2 separate regions of the Gasterosteus aculeatus genome follow, and region 1 is linked to region 2. Evidence: chromatin contacts called from public Hi-C data. All regions are on one chromosome and are shown on one strand. Each heading gives the region's core, a stretch centred on a gene start, on an enhancer-like site or on the middle of the called end of the contact. The rest is flanking DNA. Distances are from core to core; before and after follow the strand shown. Region 1 holds the start of LOC120812074 (RING finger protein 148). Region 2 holds the start of dmxl2 (Dmx-like 2).

Region 1 (2,972 bases), core at 165-2,664, 220 kb before region 2:
AACTGCGATGTTACGTAAGATTTTTAGAAATCATCGAAAATTACCGAAAATTAATTTAATTATGCTGTTCTATTTTCACAATAACTGAGTTTATTCCATTATTTCGTTCCTGGAGTTTCAAAGTAGTATTAGTAGTACTAGAAGTTCTACCATTTATTTACACAGCCTTTCCCCCCATTAACATTTTATTTTATACTGCCACTTTTCACTGAGGGGAGAACTTAATTACTGTAGACAAAAAAATGAAATCTTATTATTTTACATTCTTTGTCAAATATACTGTATATTTGTCTGTATTCATTCATACGATTATCTATTTAATAATGTCTTGTATGTTCAGTATTTTACATATTTACCACATAACCTATGCACTCTGAATATACATTTATTTGATGTTAATCGTTATATGTGGGTCTATTTATATCACCAAACCTTTCCTATTCCATGGAATATTACTCAAATCACATAAATATTTTGGACAAGACAGTCGCAACATACACTTACAGTATATCACGCACTATATCAGCTGTCATTGTGGCCTGTGATTATTTGTGAGTGTTCCAGTTACTGACCAGCAGATGGCAGCATCGAAGCAGAACGTGTCACTGAATGTATATTAGAGGATTTCTTAAAGATGTGATTCCTAAAACGGCACCAAACGGAAAAACAAATATTATTTCTTCCGCAGTTGATATGGTACTAATGGAGCTGACATCATCCTTTACTTTCCACTGTGTCTAAGTAATCATTTCAGTTTTTAAGAATTTAGGGGTCATAGCAGGAGCGTTGTTGACATTATCAAGAACTGCAGTCATACCGAGAATAAATACCGCATCACAGATTTAATGGCACATTCCAAGAAAAACACTCCAGTGTGTGTGTGTGTGTGTGTGTGTGTGTGTGTGTGTGTGTGTGTGTGTGTGTGTGTGTGTGTGGAAAACCTATGGTAGAACAGCAGCTTGGCCTGAACCCTCCCCCATCTCATTTGTCATTGGAAGCCTCTGCTTGTGTGTGTTTGTGTGCGCTTTGAATTGAAAGAAGATATAATGGAAACTCTGCAATACCGTCTTCCTCCCAGTTAACTAGAGTGTTAGCTGCATGGAATAAATCTTTTTAAGTGCTTTAAGGTATCTAAACACATGTGCCATTTTAAAGTAGTTTAAAGGGCATGTTTATAATGTGTCTATGTTGTATTTGTTAAAAATGTGTGGTGAAAACAAACTGTCAGTCTCGCAAAATTAACCCTCACAAGATAGAGGGGTGAAACTTGTAAGTTTAGTTTTCAAACCTCCTGCACAGAAATAGGGGAACGAAACAAGCAAATCCAGCAAAACTGGTTAAGCTGCTTTGCTCATCATTACACAAGGGAGAGTTAGCAACTTTTATTAGTTTTTACAGGATTGTCCACGAAATCTTATCATCTGCTTATCGCGTCTTGCTTTCTTGCTTGAAAACAGTGCAGGTTGGTGTGTTTTAGGTCGGTGTGTTTCGTGCACTTCCACTCGCTGAATACCAGCACCCTGCCCTCTAAGGGGAGTGCTCAGTGTTCAAGGTTCAGGGAGATAACGAGAGGTGAGTGGCTGACGCATAGCTTGTGTTGTGTTACCAAAGGCTCATATCAGATTACAGGCGACCGCGGCTCGGGTGAAACCAGAGACTCCTTCAGACCGCCGTCCCTTTCGCACAAACCAGGAACTGGGACCAACGAAGCTGAAGTTTTTGAAGAAGCTAACAAAGGGCTTACGTGTTGTTTTTCAGACGAGCGTTACCATGGGTAAGAAGACTCAACGCTCCCTGCTGCTTTTGCTGTGTCTGTCAGGGCTCGCTCGCTGTTCGGCTTCCTTTTTGTTTTGGACGGCCGTGGTGGAGCTGACCTACTCTGACGGAAAGAACGGGACCGTGGACAAGTACTGCCAGTGCGGCGTGTACGGTCGCAACTCTCTCCTGGTGAAAGCCGAGGGCGTTGTCACCCTTCCCAAGGGAGACCCCATGGGCTGCAGCTCAGGTACCGTCTACAATCGCAATTCCAGCAACCCGCCCTGGATAGCCCTGGTTAAAAGGGGCAACTGCACCTTCAGCGAGAAGATCAACGCCGCCAAACGCCAAGGCGCGGACGCCGTGGTCGTGTATAACACGGACGGCAGCGGCAACAGCACCACTCACATGGGGCACTGGGACGCCGCCGACATTGTGGCCATCATGGTTGGCAATTCGCAGGGCCTGGAGATTGTGCGTTTGGTGAGCAACGGGACAGAGGTGATGATGCAGATCGATGTAGGCAGCCCTCACGGACCCTGGATGGACACGTACTGGCTTTACTTTCTCTCCATCGCCTTCTTCATCGTGACGGCCGCCTCCATCGCCTACTTTGTGTTCATCTCCGCCAACCGGCTCTACAGTCTGAACGCGCACAGGCGCGCCGACAGGAGGCTGAAGTCGGAGGCCAAGCGGGCGATCGGCCGCCTGCAGGTGCGCAAACTCAAGGCGTCGGACGAGGAAACGGCCTCCGACTCTCACGTGTGCGCCGTGTGCATCGAGTCCTACAAGGCAGGGGATGTGGTGACGGTGCTGACGTGCGACCACATCTTCCACAAAGCCTGCATCGAGCCCTGGCTGCTGGAGAGGAGGACCTGCCCCATGTGTAAGTGCGACATCCTGAAGGCCCTGGGGGTTGACGAGGAAACAAAAGGGAGCCTTTCTGCCGAGTCACCACCAGAGGTCACTGTGATCACGGTGGCAGGAGGAGAACCCATGTACGAGGTCCCACTGGCAGACCGGCCAGGCCCCGACCCGGACAGCCTTCAGCATCACTATGACAACAGGGCCTTCGAGGAGGACTCGGCGGCTGGGAGAAGATGAACGACCGCAATGGGAACAGAACACCAACAGACCAGGACAAATGGGTATTTCTCTGGGATACGCTGAACCAGCACAATGGAATCTGTCTTTGTTGCAACAGGAGATTTGAGCTG
Region 2 (3,178 bases), core at 632-3,131:
AGTCAAAGGAGCAGAGAGAGGAAGATTTGTGGCAAGATTTCACAGACTTTCAATTTACGGGTAACATAATGCGAGTCACCGTGAGAGAATTTGTGTTTGCTGGTACGCCCACCACTCAATGTTAAATGCCATTTTGAACCAAAGAGGACACATGTGACAAATTCCTTGGCTTCTAGTTGTCCAGTGAAACAAGAAATTGGTGTGTGTAGTAGAATATCTCGGCCGTTTCTTATCAGAACCAATGAGAGGTGACACTGATACTTGTTGTATAGGGTGTATGCACGAGCTAATGCTCTCTCATGCAAGTTCAGTTCGGAAGATGTCTCTATTCACAGCGTATTGTGCACCACTCTACACTGCTCACAAGTTTACAGAGGCTAAAAGTAGCTCATAATGATGCCATGGGAATATTATTAAAGATCCAGAGGGAGTAGTGCCAGGGAAATGTTTGTCACCGCAGGAGTCAACACTTTCCAAACTGTCTCAATGAAACCCATATGAATAAATGTATTTGCCGGCTCAATGAGTCTAACAATGAAATGATTTTGGTTTTGACAGACGTAAGGCTTTAGTACACGCAACTTGTCCCATGTGGAGACATTGGCACAGCTGTCTCCAAGTAAGGCCAAAGCCCTGTGCGTTTTTTTTGTTTTGTTCTGTATGTATTTTTATTATTGTCTCGTCATGATGTGGACCCTGAGTCTGAAATAAAGATTAATTGATTGATTAACATCTTGAGCTATCTCCAGTCCGTCCATTTCATTTCCCCTTTCTAAAAGAGCACAGCGAGTAGTTATTACTGAGCATCAGTCATGAGGCCAAGAACAGCTGTAAAGTCTGACACAGATCAAAAATGTCACCAAATGCTAAATGGCCACAGCAATACAAGCGCTACAGGATGAGTGTGCCCCATCATTCTTTCCGACACTCTTTATGCGTACATGTCACATCCTCTTTGGGCTACCACATCCAGAAATTTCTGTTCTGTTGTCCTGTGTGTCACGGTGGCTGGCAGGCAGGCCTCGCATGATGATGTCAGCGAGGCCTAAATATCCAGGACAAGGCCACGATGGTTGATTGTGTATCACCACCATGGATCCCCGTCAGTCCTCCCTTCATAAATATAGAGACATTAAAGAGACAGTAACAACGACATAATATTGTATGTCATGGTTGTGACGCCAGCTACTTCGGCATTAAAAAAAACCACGGTGACGACCTCAAATTGTTCATCACATCATTACGGTGTAATGCATTACATCAGAAGCTGGGATAACAATGTAGTAAATTGTTTCATTTTAACTATGTGCAGGTTCAGAATGGTAAACAGATATCGTTTTGCACATGCACTGCTATGCGTCAAAAAAATATCCATTTGGCATTGTTAGACTTGAAGAGAAAGAGAAGAGGTTCACTATCTTACAAAAGAAAAACACTCCTGCTCCATATGTCTGTTGTTACTGTTCAGTATGGCTGCTATCTGCGTCACTGTAACGCTGTCTTATGTTCACAGTTTTTTCCCTCATTCAATAACTTATTTTCACTGAGAGAAACGTTTTTACCCCAGACGCTACATTTATGATCAATGAACTCCAATAGCCGACAGAGGGGTGCTCCACGAAACTAGTGCGCCGCGAATATAGAAATACAGTGCTAGAGCAGCTGTACAGCGAGGAAGAGAGAACCACGGTGAAGCAATACGGTAGGTTTTTAAGTAATTTAGAGGAAACATACGGGACAACTTAATTACCGGCGTTTTTCACTCAAAAAACAACCCGACTGGAGCACTAAGTAGGAACGAGAAGCCGACACTAAGGTTCTATGCAGCGCTTTTCTATGACCGTTCAGTCGTGCCTGGACATCGTCGGGAACGCGCATGTCAGGTTCGCTGCGGAGATCCCGCTGCCTCGGCTCTCACGACTAATCGGAGGACTGGTGTGGACGGCGAGAGGCGACGGGCGGCCAGTTGTAATGCGTTCAAATACATGACGGGAGCGGGAGACATTACATGTACACGCATCGCGCGCACAATTCACCGCAACGCGAACGCTGGCGGAGGAAGACGCCGGGACGAGGACAACGCCAGCCTTACTGATGGAACTCCCGGTCGTTGCTAGATGGAGAAACCGAAAGGGTGGACTGGTTATTAATTATTAAAAAGAATAACATCTGCTGCTATAATTTAAAAAAAGGAAGATGCATCTGCATCAGGTGCTGACGGGAGCTGTGAACCCCGGAGACTGCTGCTACTCGGTGGGGAGCGTAAACGACATTCCTTTCACGGTGAGGTTTTATTTTGATATTATTCGCTCAGGATGACACCGCCCCCCCCCCTCCTCCCAAAGAAGCTAACGGCTGACAGCTAGCTAGCTGGATGCTTAGCGAAGCTAACTAGCTAACGTCACATCGGCTTTGAACGGGGGCTGGGGTGCTAGCCGGGCGGTGTGCTAGCAGAGCTGCCGCACCGACCGATCCACAAACAACACCCCCCTCTCTCTCTTCTCTCCCCTCTCTCCCCCCCCCTCTCTCCTCCAAACTGCCGCCTCTCATTTATGTTGACAGTCAGTCAGACGTCGACGAGCTATAACGTCCTCCAGCGGGCGGTCACCTGTGGTATCTGACGTTGGGTGCGTTCGTTTAGCGGGTGACGTTGTGCTATTTATCGCTCCCAGACAGTTCAGTTACCGGTAGCCGCTCGAATGACCTTTAGCTGTGACTCGGTTGCATTATTAGAATTACTGCGAGGGAATCCCTCTGCGCGGCCCCGACGCTATCGGCGAACGCACGCAATGGGACGCGTGTCCGAGGAAATTTCGCAGTCCACATTTCGGGGAGGAAGGTGGGAGATGGGGGTGACTGGTGGTTTGACAACACTGGCGTGCAGTTACAACGTGAAATGATGAGTTAAATAAAAAACGAATAAAAGAAAGCTGCGGGGTTTTTTTTGGTCTGGTTGTCACGACTAGCTTAAAGCTCGCTACCGTTTGACGTTAAATCCTCCTCGCGGATCATTAGCTGGCTGTCATCCCGGCATCAGCCGTGACGTAGAGGGCCATATATGGACACGTGAGCCGGAGGTACGAATGGCTCGGCGTGTTTTGGTGGCGAAGGTAACGTAAAATCTAAAACGCGGTGCTGCCTGTCATCTTTTTGACTCCCGGGTGTCTTTAGAGTACAC

Evidence for each region. A called contact is a pair of places that touch in the nucleus more often than the background predicts.
Region 1: a Hi-C map of liver shows a contact between it and region 2, with 2.7 times the contacts expected there. The contact joins the promoter of LOC120812074 here to the promoter of dmxl2 in region 2. A contact is called at or near these places in 5 of 6 Hi-C or Micro-C datasets (liver, skeletal muscle, tail fin and 1 more).

The regions. Positions count from the first base shown.
Region 1 is chr12:19,919,768-19,922,739 of fGasAcu3.hap1.1, reverse strand. It overlaps LOC120812074 (RING finger protein 148), which reads left to right and starts at 1,414. Exons shown (of 1, transcript XM_040167886.2): 1 at 1,414-2,972. The coding sequence starts at 1,771. The coding sequence ends at 2,859.
Region 2 is chr12:19,699,345-19,702,522 of fGasAcu3.hap1.1, reverse strand. dmxl2 (Dmx-like 2) reads left to right here and starts at 1,881. Exons shown (of 53, transcript XM_078085566.1): 1 at 1,881-2,283. The coding sequence starts at 2,197.